Regions from separate parts of the Macaca mulatta genome. Here region 1 is linked to region 2. The links are chromatin contacts, called in public Micro-C maps. All regions are on one chromosome and are shown on one strand. The core of a region is the stretch at or near the end of the contact, and the rest is flanking DNA. Distances in the headings are between cores, read along the strand shown.

Region 1 (6,353 bases), core at 1,642-4,141, 140 kb after region 2:
TGAGGTGGGAGGATTGGCTGAGGTGGGAGGATTGCTTGAGCCCAGGAGTTTGAGGCTGCAGTGAGCTATGATTGTGCCACCGCACCCCAGTCTGGACAACAGAAGGAGAACTTGTCTCAAAAAAAAAAAAAAAAAAAAAGGCCAGGCACGGTGGCTCATGCCTGTAATCCCAGCACTTTGGGAGGCTGAGGTGGGCAGATCACTTGAGGTCAGGAGTTCAAGACCAGCCTGGCCAACATGGTGAAACCCCGTCTCTACTAAACATTCAAAAATTAGCTGGGAGTGGTGGCGGATGCCTGTAATCCCAGCTACTTGGGAGGCTGAGGCAGGAGAATCACTTGAAGCCAGAAGGCAGAGGTTGCAGTGAGCCGAGATCGTGCCCCTACACTCCAGCTTGCGTGACAGAGCAAGACTCCATCTCAAAAAGAAAAAAAAAAAGTACAGGGTCAAATACTCTCTGAGTGCCACTTCTGTATATGTATTATGGGCTTACTGAGATTTAAGCATGTACTTGCTTATTTTACTTACTCAAGAGCCTCACCAAGTTCATAAACAGTTCTCTCTAGATTTCGACCCTTGAGGTATCAAAAGGACACTGGGGCTCAGAACTGTTTACGTGCCTTTTCCGAGGTTGTCCAACTAGTTCATCCATTTTAGGCTATAAATTCCCAGAGGGCATAGACCCTCTTTTACTTGCTTACATAAAATTCAATCTAAGAACATGCTGATGGTGGTAGGATAGCGTGTCAAAATGTAATAAAATCTAGAATGGGCCAGAAGACATTTTCAAAAACCTTTTAGTCCTTGAGTAAAAAATTAAAAAACAAAATCAGAAAATTCTAGGCTGTATTCATTATAAGTAAACAGGAAAAGTGAGAATAAATAATAATATTAGCAGTAGTAATAATAACAATAGCTAGTCTCTATTGAGCAATGACCCTGTGCCAACCAAGTTGGAACTCTTTATACATTAAAGCTATATTTTACAATAAGCCAGTGAGGAAAGTGCTAGAGCTGGGATTTGAATTCAGGACTTCCTTTCTTCCTCCCTACTCCCCGCCACCCCACCCAGTGGACTTGTATATAAAAGTACCCAGGACTTTCAGTACTGGAGAAAATGAGACCAGAGGGTTGAATCAGCTTTTATTTTATTTATTTATTTATTTATTTATTTATTTATTTATTTATATTTTTTTGAGACGGATTCTCGCTCTGTTGCCTAGGCTGGAGTGCAGTGGTGCGATCTCGGCTCACTGCAAGCTCCGCTTCCTGGGTTCACGCCATTCTCCTGCCTCAGCTTCCCGAGTAGCTGGGACTACAGGCACCTGCCACCACGCCTGGCTAATTTCTTTTTTTTTTTTGTATTTTTAGTAGAGACGGGGCTTCACCGTGTTAGCCAGGATGGTCTCGATCTCCTGACCTCGTGATCTGCCCACCTCGGCCTCCCAAAGTGCTGGGATTATAGGCTTGAGCCACCGCGCCCGGCTGAATCAGCTTTTATAATGACTTCTGACTCAGTCTCTGATACTTAGCCGGTTAAACGCTGGAAAGAGTGTGTCTTTGTTTCCATAGTTACAAGACAAGGCTTTTGATACCTGTTCCCAGCTTTCCTTGCAGGAATATTATAAAGATAAATAAGCTGATTAAGTAACACAAGGGGAGGTCCTTAGAACTACTGCACTTGTGTGTAAAACATAATAAGATAGGAGACTGACATTAAGAGAGTCTTACACTATATTTCATCAAGTTTAGGATGCCACTGATTTAAAGACACATCCCAGTTTCACAGATGGTCAAATGTGTGTCTTAAAATATATAACATATTTTATAGTATCAGATCTCAAAAGTTTTCTTAGGAAAGATGTATGATTTTAAAAGCATAACAGGCTAGACATGGTGGCTCACACCTGTAATCTCAGCATTTCAGGAGGTTAAGGCAGGAGGATCACTGGAGCCCAGGAGTTCAAGGCTGCAGTGAGCTATGATCATGCCACTGCACTCCAGCCTGGGAAACAGAGTGAGACCCTGTCTCTAAAAAGAAATTGAAAGCATAATGTATATTTGTATGAACTTGCATGGAATGGTGTCTATGAAAGAATGAAGCAAGTTGTACAATAACACATACAGCATAAACCAATTATGTTAACCACAGATGCATGCTCAAAACACTATTAAATATTGATGAACATTTTTAGATATATTTCTGGAGAGTCACACAGCAACTTGCTAGTACTGGTTACCTCTGTGGAAGAAACTACAGTTGCAGTGGGAAGGTAATCAAAAGGGACTGGACTCAACCATGACATTAAAGAAGATATTCATGCATATATAATATGAAATAGTTTTTTAAAAGGATAAATTACAAATTAGATTTAAAAAACAAATCTACCCACAATCTCATCAAGAGGAAAAAGTCTAGAAGAATTTTTTTTTTAAATGCCCATAATTCTACTACTGAAATGTAATCAAGGTTACTTATTGCTTATAACTTGCTTTTGTCAGGTTTTCCCATCAGTAAATATAATAGACCTAACCAATATCTTAAAAAGACAGCCATATCCACCCCTATCAGGAGTGCAGACCAACCACAAAGCAAGTTTTATTTTTGGCTAGAATTATATCAACAGAAGGCCCATTGTCACAGTCCCATTGGAAGGGACAGTGATCAAAAGTCACAGTTGTGTTGTGAAGTCCATTTGTTATTTCTTGGTTAACAAAGCTTATTTAGCAAAGCCTTTCAAAACATGAGAAGGCAAAACAAAAAATGAAATGGGTGAAGAGATGGAACCATTATGGTGACCTGAAGGGCTGGTGCCTCAGGAGGGCCGTGACTGCCCTCTAGGGGTGAAAGACTCACTCTGCACACAGAGCTGCGCAAGGCACTAACAAGCGTAATCTCAGAAACTCTATCCCTCTCCCTATAACGTGACCTTGAATCTGTTGTCGGTCATCATCACTGCTTTTATTATGTAATTGCCATCTATTTTTCCGTTTCTCCTCTTGGTCTGTGGATGAGTTGTAGACAGTAGCTACTTTCATTGACAAAATGTTCCTTTCAGCTTTGCCTTCCTCTATTTAAAGTTCACCAAAGGCAAAAGACGCTTGTGGCATCTAGGCTGGAAAATGCAACTCAGACGGCATCCTGGGAGGGCCCTCACTCAGTGGTTTTACGGGGGCGAAGGGAGGCAGGAGGGAAGTGCTGAAAGAAAATACTTTCCAAAAATATTTACCAGACAAAGAAAAAGCACTAGGCTTGTGACCAAGACATTCCAAGGAGACACCCTTAGACATCAGCAATTTTCCAGGCCCGCTCCCCAGAAAGGTAGAAATGGCCAATTTCCACCCCCTCAACAGCCCCGCTCATACTTCTTCTGAAAATAAACATGACTAGAGCCAGGAGACACCTCCCCAAACTGGTCATAATTCAGAAAGAGACTCTGCCTTCGCTTGCAGGGGAGTGCACAGAGGACATTTTGGAGCCAGGGTTCTTGGAAAGAACATAACTATAGTTATCTCCTTTGGCTCAGCCAAAGGCTGTGTGAGCCATTCTTCTCCCAGCGTAGTTTTGAGAAAGAAATCTCAGAGCAGACAACGAGAAGGGTGGCCCAAATAATTGAAGGAAGTCATTCCTATTATTCCTTTTCTTTTTTATTTTTGGACAGAGTCTCGCTTTGTCACCCAGGCTGGAGTGGCACAGTCTCGGTTCACTGCAACCTCCACCTCCCGGGTTCAAGTGATCCTCGTGCCTCAGGTGCCTGAGTAGCTGGGATTACAGGCGCCCGCCACCACGCCCAGCTAATTTTTGTATTTTTAGTACAGATGGGGTTTTGCTGTGTTGCCCAGGCTGGTCTCAAACTCCTGACCTCAGGTGATCCACCCACTTCGGCCTCCAAAGTGTTGAGATTACAGGTGTGAGCCACCACACCTGGCCTATTATTTCTTTTCTTTCTGAAGAGAAAGTCTTACAGTCTGAACCCCTTACTTATGCACTGTCTGGTTTATATTCCACTGAGCTTGGAGCTTTTCCCGAAGCCTCCCATGTGGCCAGGACCCTCTTTTCCAGTCTGCCACAAACATTGCAGCCTGAGGGACCTCTGACACTGCAAGTCAAAAGCCACATTCCTCCTCCCTATAACATCCTTCCATGGCCTGGATGTGCCTCCTCTATCTGTGTGACTAACAAGGCTCACCTATGATCTTGTCCCCATGATCATGCCAACGTCTTCAACCTTGGGCAAATGTACCTTGTTCGTTGCCATGTTCATTCATTTGCCCACAAAATAACTCTTGCCTAGAATGTCACCTCCCATCTCCCCTCCCATCTATTTAAAGTCTACCTGACCTGCAAGATCCAATTTTAGTTAGTCGTCTGTGTGACGCCTACTCCAGTCCTCCTTCAGTTTCCTTCTCAACACTCCCTTATTGCAATACATTGGGACGATAGCTCCCTTTTATTGTGGGCCTGTGAGATATACTCTGCATACCTCACCTGATTTAATAGTATTGAATACTAGTACCGTATTATAGGTGCCTTATGTAGTACATACTATATAAGTCACTATTATTATGTCCAGCATACAGATGAGAAAACTTGAGTGTCAAGAGATGTTAAGTAACTGATCTAAGGTCACACAGCTAGCTATCAAGATTGTCTGATACCTGCTCCTGCCTCCCTCTCAACCCTCATCCTGTACCACTTTGCCTCTTAATCTCTGTACTCTCATCACACTGGCTTTGTTTTTGTTTAGGACAGGATCTCGCTCTGTCGCTTGGGCTGAAGTGCAGTGGTGAGATCATGGCTCACTGCAACCTCCACTTTTTGGGCTCACGCAATCCTCCCACCTAAGCCTCCCGGGGAGCTGGGACTACAGGTGTGTACCACCATGCCCCCTTACTTTTTTTTTTTTTTTTTGTATTTTTAGTAGAGATGGGGTTTCACCATGTTGCCCAGGCTGGTCTGGAATTCCTAGGCTCAAGTTGGTCTGACTGCCTCAGCCTCCCAAAGTGCTGGGATTAGAGATGTGAGCCACTGTGCCCAGCCTTGTTTTTTCTTTCTCAAAAAACAAATCACAAAAGTCATGCTCAGCCCCACCTCAGGAGTTTTGCACTGGTTTTTGTTTGTAATGCCTCCCCAAATTTTTGCACAACTGGCTCTTGCTTTTCACTACATGTCACCTCCTAGATCCTGTCCTAGTCCACCCTGTCTAAAACTGACCTCAAGTTTTCTTGGTCATGGCCTTTTATGTTCTTCAGTGCAATTATACTTGCTGATATTCCTTTGATTTATCTGTTTGTTTACTTGTTATGCTAGACTATACCATTGCAATATGAGCTCCATAAAAGCAGGGGCCTTGTCTGTGTTACTCCTAGCTGAATCCTTGTGATCTAGAGCAACACCTGGCATTGAGCGGGCATTCAAAAACTATTTTATTTTCTATTTTTAGAGATGGGGTCTTGCTCTGTTGCCTCGGCAGGTGTGCAGAGGCGTGATCATAAGCTCACTGTACCCTTGAACCCCTAGGCTCACGCAGTCCTCCCACCTCAGCCTCAGTCTCCTAAGTGTCTAGGACTAGAGTTGTACATCACCACACCTGGCTGATTTTTAATTTTTTTTTTTTTTGGTAGGGATGGGGTCTCATTATGTTGTCTAGGCTGGTCTTGAACTCCTGGCCTCATGTAATACTCCCTCCCTCGGTCTCCCAAAGTGCTGGGATTACAGGTGTGAGCCACTCTTAATGTAAATATATATATATTTGAGACAACGTCTTACTCTGTCACCCAGGCTGGACGGCAGTAGCGCCATTGTTATAGCTCACTGCAGCCTCCACCTCCTGGGCTCAAGTTGTCCTCCCACTTCAGCCTCCCGAGTAGCTGGGACTACAGATGTGTGTCACCATGCCTGGCTGATTTTTTTTAATTTTTATTTTTGTAGAGATAGGGTCTCCCTATATTGCCTAGGTGGCTCTGAAACTCCTGGACTCAAGGGATCTGCCCATCTCGGCCCTCCAAAGTACGGGATTGTAAGTGTGAACTATCGCACCCAGCCATTATTTTTTCAATGAATAAATTACTCCAATATTCATGTTGTTAACCCCTATTCTATGTGACCTCTGCCTAAATTATAGTCCTTATAGCAGTTACAATTTATACCACATAACCTAGCCATTGTATATTTATGGCTTTATGCCTTATACTGTTTGCTATGATTTCATCCACATTTGGAGTCGGCCTACATTTGTGCATGTTCAATCGCTGATTCGCAGGAGTTGATGCTGGCTATGGACGTCGGCATTTCCCATTTCATCCAGTAGAGGACAGGTCATACAGAGCCTCTCAAATGGTAGCTGCTGCGT
Region 2 (6,320 bases), core at 1,180-3,679:
GGCCAACACGGTGAAGCCCTGTCTCTACTAAAAATACAAAAATTAATTAGGCGTGGTGATGGGTGCCTGTAATCCCAGCTACTCGGGAGGCTGAGGCAGGAGAATTGCTTGAACCCAGGAGGTGGAGGTTGCAGTGGTCCGAGATCGTGCCACTGCACCACTCCAGCCTGGGCGATAGAGCCAGACTTGGTCTCAGGAAAAAAAAAAAAAAGAGAAACACAGTAACCTTGACATAATGGTTGAAGAAAAGGGAGAAGCAATGTAAGCATAAATGCCTGAACATTTTACTATCTTTCATCAATAAACATTACTAGAATGTCATACATTTGAATCCATCCTTTTTCTGAGGAGAACCCTCATTCTATCTTCTGCTTCCTGATATTGAAGCTGGATCTTATTACAAGGGTAGGATGCACTATGGAAAGCATGCCTGATTTTTTTGTTTGTTAGTTTGTTTTTTTGAGATTGAGTTTCACTCTTGTTGCCCAGGCTGGAGTGCAGTGGTGCGATCTCTGCTCACTGCAAACTCTGCCTCCTGGGTTCAAGAAATTCTCCTGCCTCAGCCTCCCAAGTAGCTGGGATTACAGGCATGTGCCACCACGCCCGACTAATTTTGTATTTTTAGTAGAGATGGGGTTTCCCCATGTTGGTCAGGCTGGTCTCGAACTCCCGACCTCAGGAGATCTGCCCACCTCGGCCTCCCATAGTGCTGGGATTACAGGCATGAGCCATCATGCCCGGCCCGTGCCTAAATGTTTTAAACTACGGAAGGAAAGCTACTTCGTCAGTTAAATCTCTGGATTATGCAGACTGACCACTGTGTTATTACATATAACATGGTGAAAAACACTATTATATATGGCTTATTGATAGGTCCACCTCAGTAACGTAGCTAAGCCTTAGATAGTCTGTTAACCACAAAGGCAGGATTTGATGTCAGGTCAAAAATCAGATCCAACTATGACTTTGTGGTTGATGGTTCAGAGAACGCTCTACAACAAAGGGAATGGAGAATGCAGTAAGACAATATCTTTCTAACATTTAATTCAGGGAAAAAGTCATCGCCAGCACAGCTTCACATTAACTGGGCATTTTAAATTTGTATCTGCTCACCTGGCAAATCTAAATACAGCACTGGTAAAATTATACCCTGGAATAGAAAAACTGTAGCCTGAGTCACATGATGAAGGAGAGGTTTGTGTGAGAGAGAAGGGGGAAAGAATGAGCTTTAGAATCATTCTGATTTGGGCTTGATTTCGACTTGATCATGTGACCTTGGGCAGTATGTATGAGCAGTTCCTCCAGGCTTCCTTTCTCCCTCCCATCTGTAAAACGGGCGTCTATTTTACAGATGGGAGAAAGATGTCGCCTCTGGTTATTTAAGATGAAGGGTTAACTCAGTGCAGTGCAGTTCTGAGTCATATTGGCGTCTGAAGCCAAATGAAAAAATCAGTGATACTAAGCTCGTATTTATATAAAATTTTGACTTTTTTCGATTTTATTTATTTTTAAGACAAGGTCTGGCTCTATCACCCAGGTTGGAGTGCAGTGGCATGATTTTGGCTGACTGCAGCCTCAACCTCTCAGGCTCAAGTGATCCTCCCACCAGCATCCTGAGTAGCTGGGATCATATGCGTACATCACCATGCCCAGCTAAATTTTGTGTTTTTTTGTAGAGATGGGGTTTCACCATGTTGCCCAGGCTGATCTCAAACTCCTAGACTCAAGCAATTCACTCACCTCAGCCTCCCAAAGTGCTGGGATTACAGGTGTGAGCTACTGTGCTGGGTTAACATTTTTTTAATCATGGGAAAAAAAATTGCATGAAGTTGGAGTTTTTCAAAAGATTGCATTGAAATATTATTTATCTTGTCAACCAGGTTTGTGGGTGCACTCTCAAAATTTGCACGTGAGCAGGTACCTCACTCATTTAACCCTAAGCCTGGCCTTAGCACTCAATGACTGTTAAGTATTATTAATATTTAATGTTTGTATTTAATTTAATTAATATTTAAATTAAACAATGTTAAATGTTATTAACTCTCTTATATTCCATTTCTTTGTAGTATCCCATTAGAAACAATAAGGACAACAAACACTTATAAGGGCTCACTTTGTCCCAGGCACTGTGCTAAGCTCCTGAAGTACATCATTTTATTGAATCCTTAAAATTCTATGAGATTGTTACAATTATTTCCATTTTATAAAAAGTGGTATTTTTTAAAATTTAAGCTACTTCCCCTAGAAGAAATAGCTAGTAAATGGAGTTGTTGGGCATTAGAAATTAAGTTTTGTTTGTTTTTTTCTGCAGGGCTGCCGAAACTTGTTTGTATACCTCGTGTTGAGTTGAAGTGTGAATTCAGACTGAGCAACTCCTGCCTGCATTAACCCAGACAGGCCTCTAGATGTCCTCATTGACCAAGCTCCAGAATGCTAGGCCAGAGAAAACTACTTTTAGAAAAGGTTTTCTCAGATACTTGTGTAACATGGGAGTGCATATTTATGAGAAATATAGCAGCGTTGAGTGTCCGTGTGAGATGGTGATCATGACTCTAAAAATAGATCCGCTTGCTTATGTGATTTTCTCTGTGAATATTCAGCTCCTTGGCTACAGGTTGATTGCCGGATTTTGACACAGTTCTAAAGGACTGAGATTTTGATTGGCTGCAAATAGATTTGATGGATGGATGGATTCTTGACCAATGTTATGTAGATATGATGGAACCCAAATGTTTGTTTTAAGAACCTTTAAAACTGTGCCCAGTTAGCCAAAATTGTAACACATTTCTAAATAAAGACAAAGAAGAAAGAAAAGGTTTTCTCAGGCGTGTTCTTCCAGGGGAGTTTCTATATATTCTGTGCATGATTACAAACCACACTGGGCCTATCCTAGAAGGTTTTCAGTCTGAAAAAAGGCTCTGGGATTGAGCAGGGCCGACTTCTCTGTGGATGGGAAGGATATGACACCGATTTGCTTAGCCTACAATCAAGGGTTTGGGGTTTCTCAAACATCTATTATTGTCCTACTTGCTTCTGAGCAGGGGGGTGGCAAGCAGGTTTCCCAGGTGTCTTGTATCTACAGGACATGTCCTGTTTTAATTATTTTGTTTGGTGTCTTATATGGATTTTTTTCCAGGATGCCTTAAATGTCCTATATTCAGCTTTTTAAAAAATTAAATTACAAAAATTTGGTGGTTAGAGCTATTTTTCAAATTTAACTGGCCTCCTGTATTTGCATTTGTTAAATCTGACCATCCTACTGGCTGGCTTGTTTGCATTCGTATGAACATAGAAAAGGTAGGGACCTGTCTTTGAGGCAGCAGCAGGGCTGTCCTAGGATGTCGCAAGTGCTTGTCCTAGTCCTGACCATGCAGAAGAGCTGTAGCTGAACTGTTAGGCAAACACCTTGATCAGTCTGATTCCTCAGGTGAGACCTGCATGCAACCTCCCTGAACAATGGACTCCAGAGTGGAACAAATTCATGCTTTTCAAAGTTTCTCTTTTATACATTTGTGAATTGGGATCCAGGCCTGGGTACCTTCTAGCTATGTAACTTGGGCAAACTACTTAACCTTTCTGAGCTTCTGCTTGGAATTAATAATTACAAACTTGCTGTGAAGATTAAATAAAAAAAAAAGTGGTGGGTATGGTGGCTCAAGCCTGTAATCACAACACTTTGGGAGGCCGAGGTGGGAGGATCACTTAAGGCCAGGAGTTTGAGACAAACCTGGCCAACGTGATGAGACCCCATCACTACTAAAAATACAAAAATTAGCCAGGTATGGTGGTGCATGCCTGTAATCCCAGCTACTCGGGAGGCTGAGGTGGGAGAATCACTTGAACCCGAGAGGCAGAAGTTGCGGTGAGCCGAGATCGTGCTACTGCACTCCAGCCTGGGCAACAGAGCAAGCCTCCGTCTCAAAAAAATAAATAAAATAAAATAAACATAAATAAATAAATAAATAAATAGGAAAAAAAGTGTTCCCAGTACCTACAACAGTGCCTGAGACATGAATCAGCCCTCAACGATGAGTTAGTTTAGTGCTGTCATTTCAGTGTTTAAACTAAGGCAGTGCAAATCCTCCAAACATTATCTTAATATTCAACATCTTCTGCCTTTTCTCCCTCAGAAAATAGTTTATATTATGAGTACATTCTAGAGACTTGATGTTATGCTGAGCTGGTTACGTGCCTTATCTTGTTCAGCCCACACAATGTCCTTGTGAGATATGTACTAGAGAGGAAACTGAGGCCCAGGGAAGTCAGGAAACTTCCCGTAGTTCATATAACCAGCCAGTACCAAGGCCAGGAAATATTCAAAGCACAGCAGTCTGTCTCCAGGTCTGCATGACTTCAAAGCCTACATATTTAACCACTACTTTATAAAGATGGGGGTGTCTGCTTAGACACCCACTATCAAGTCCCTGGGAGGCTTCTTCTATGATAATTGAAGGGCTTCTGGAAATGCCCTTCGCAGTATTGGACTGTCAGTATTCTTTCTTTTTTTCTTTTCTTTTTTTTTTTTTAAGATGGAATCTTGCTCTGTTGCCCAGGCTGGAGTACAGTGGCGCGATCTCGGCTCACTGCAAGCTCCGCCTCCCAGATTCATGCCATTCTCCTGCCTCAGCCTCCCAAGTAGCTGGGACTACAGGCATCCAACACCATGCCCAGCTAATTTTGTGTATTTTTTTTTTTTTTCGTAGAGACGGGGTTTCACCGTGTTAGCCAGGATGGTCTCTATCTCCTGACCTTGTGATCCGCCCACCTCGGCCTCCCAAAGTGCTGGGATCACAGGCATGAGCCACTGTGCCCGACCAGTTGTCAGTATCTTGATGAGATCTTTCTCATCATTGCTTTCCAATCCTTAATCTTCTCTTTTTTCTTTTTGGAGACAGGGTTTTACTTTGTCACCGAGGCTGGAGTGCAATGGCGTGATCATAGCTCACTGTAAACTTGAACCCCTGGTCTCTAGTGATCCTCCCATCTCAGCCTCCGGAGTAGTTTAGACTACAGGGGCATGCCACCACACCCAACTCCTTTTCATTATTTTGTAGAGACAGGACCTTGCTATAGTGCCCAGGCTGGTCTCAAACTCCTGGCCTCAAGTGATCTTCCTGCCTTGGCCTCCCAAAGTGTTGGAATTACAGGCTTGGGCCACTGTACCCAGCCCTGATCTTCTTCTAAGGCCATTTTCTTCTGAAAATGAGGAGGGTCACATAGAGAATGGTTTCTCTGGTGAAGTTCTGTGTGTGTTGGGAAGAAGAGGTTAGCTGCTGTGATGCCCCTCTAGTTAACCACATCTCATGTCTTCCAAGTACATTTCTTAAACAAACACCACTGCTCCTTTCCTCCAGCCTGTCTGCACAGGTAATTCCAACCCAGTCAGTGTTAATGGGCCCCACATCAGGAATATCTTCAAGCCATGCCCTGATCAGGAGTGTTGCAATTGAACAGCTTGAAAATCCATGAAATGCAGGCTACCCTAGGCTGTTTTTTCTCCCCCTGGTTATTTTCACCCTGCTGATCTGATTTCCAACCTTCGCTTTGACCTTCCCTCTTTCTTCCTCCCCAGGCCTACTTTGGTTGTTTCTTCCCTTCCCTTTTCATTTTCATTGATTTCCATTTAAGAGAGGTGGTTGTTGAGCAACTGCTTCTTTTGTTTTGTTTTGGAGATGGGGATTTGCTCTGTCACTCAGGCTGGCGTGCAGAGGCATGATCAGGGCTTACTGCATCCCTGCCCTCTTAGGCTCAAATGATCTCCCAATTCAGCCTCCCAAACAGCTGAAACTACGGGTGCGCATCACATACCTGGCTCAGTTTTTATTTTTTTCCATAGAGGGGGTCTCACTATGTTGCCGGGGCTGGGCTCAAACTTCTGGGCTCAAGCAATTCTCCTACCTTGGCCTCCCCAAGTGCTGGGATTACAGGCATGAGCCACTGCACCTGGTGAGCAATTGCATTTTTATAATGTCATGGTTAATAAAGAACATGATGGCCAGGTGTGGTGGCTCATGCCTGTAATCCCAGCACTTTGGGAGGCTGAGGTGGGCAGATCACAAGTTCAGGAGTTTGAGACCAGTCTGGCCAACATGGTGAAACCCCATCTCTACTAAAAATACAAAAATTAGCTGGGCATGGTGGCGGGTGCCTGTAATCCCAGCTACTAGGGAGGCTGAGGCAGAAGAATTGCTTGAACCCAGGAGGCAGAAGTTGCATTGAGCAGACATTGTGCCATTGCACTCCAGCCTGGGCAACAGAGCAAGACTCTGTCTCAATAAAATAAAATAAAATGAAATAAATAAAATAAAATAAAGTAACAT

What was found. A called contact is a pair of places that touch in the nucleus more often than the background predicts.
Region 1: a Micro-C map of CD4 T cells shows a contact between it and region 2, with 6 times the contacts expected there. The contact joins two enhancer-like sites. A contact is called at or near these places in 5 of 14 Hi-C or Micro-C datasets (CD4 T cells, blood, fetal cortex germinal zone and 2 more).

The regions. Positions count from the first base shown.
Region 1 is chr2:132,861,875-132,868,227 of T2T-MMU8v2.0, forward strand. All of the region lies in intron 3 of FRMD4B (FERM domain containing 4B), which reads right to left. Among named protein-coding and RNA genes, the nearest start is that of FRMD4B, 72 kb to the right of the region's middle. Within about 2 kb of position 2,892, at least 5 of the 40 cell types and tissues checked have an H3K27ac peak or open chromatin away from gene starts, as enhancers often do. A contact at or near this core is called in CD4 T cells, where this site is marked.
Region 2 is chr2:132,718,057-132,724,376 of T2T-MMU8v2.0, forward strand. No RefSeq gene overlaps it. Among named protein-coding and RNA genes, the nearest start is that of LMOD3, 40 kb to the left of the region's middle. Within about 2 kb of position 2,430, at least 12 of the 40 cell types and tissues checked have an H3K27ac peak or open chromatin away from gene starts, as enhancers often do. A contact at or near this core is called in CD4 T cells, where this site is marked.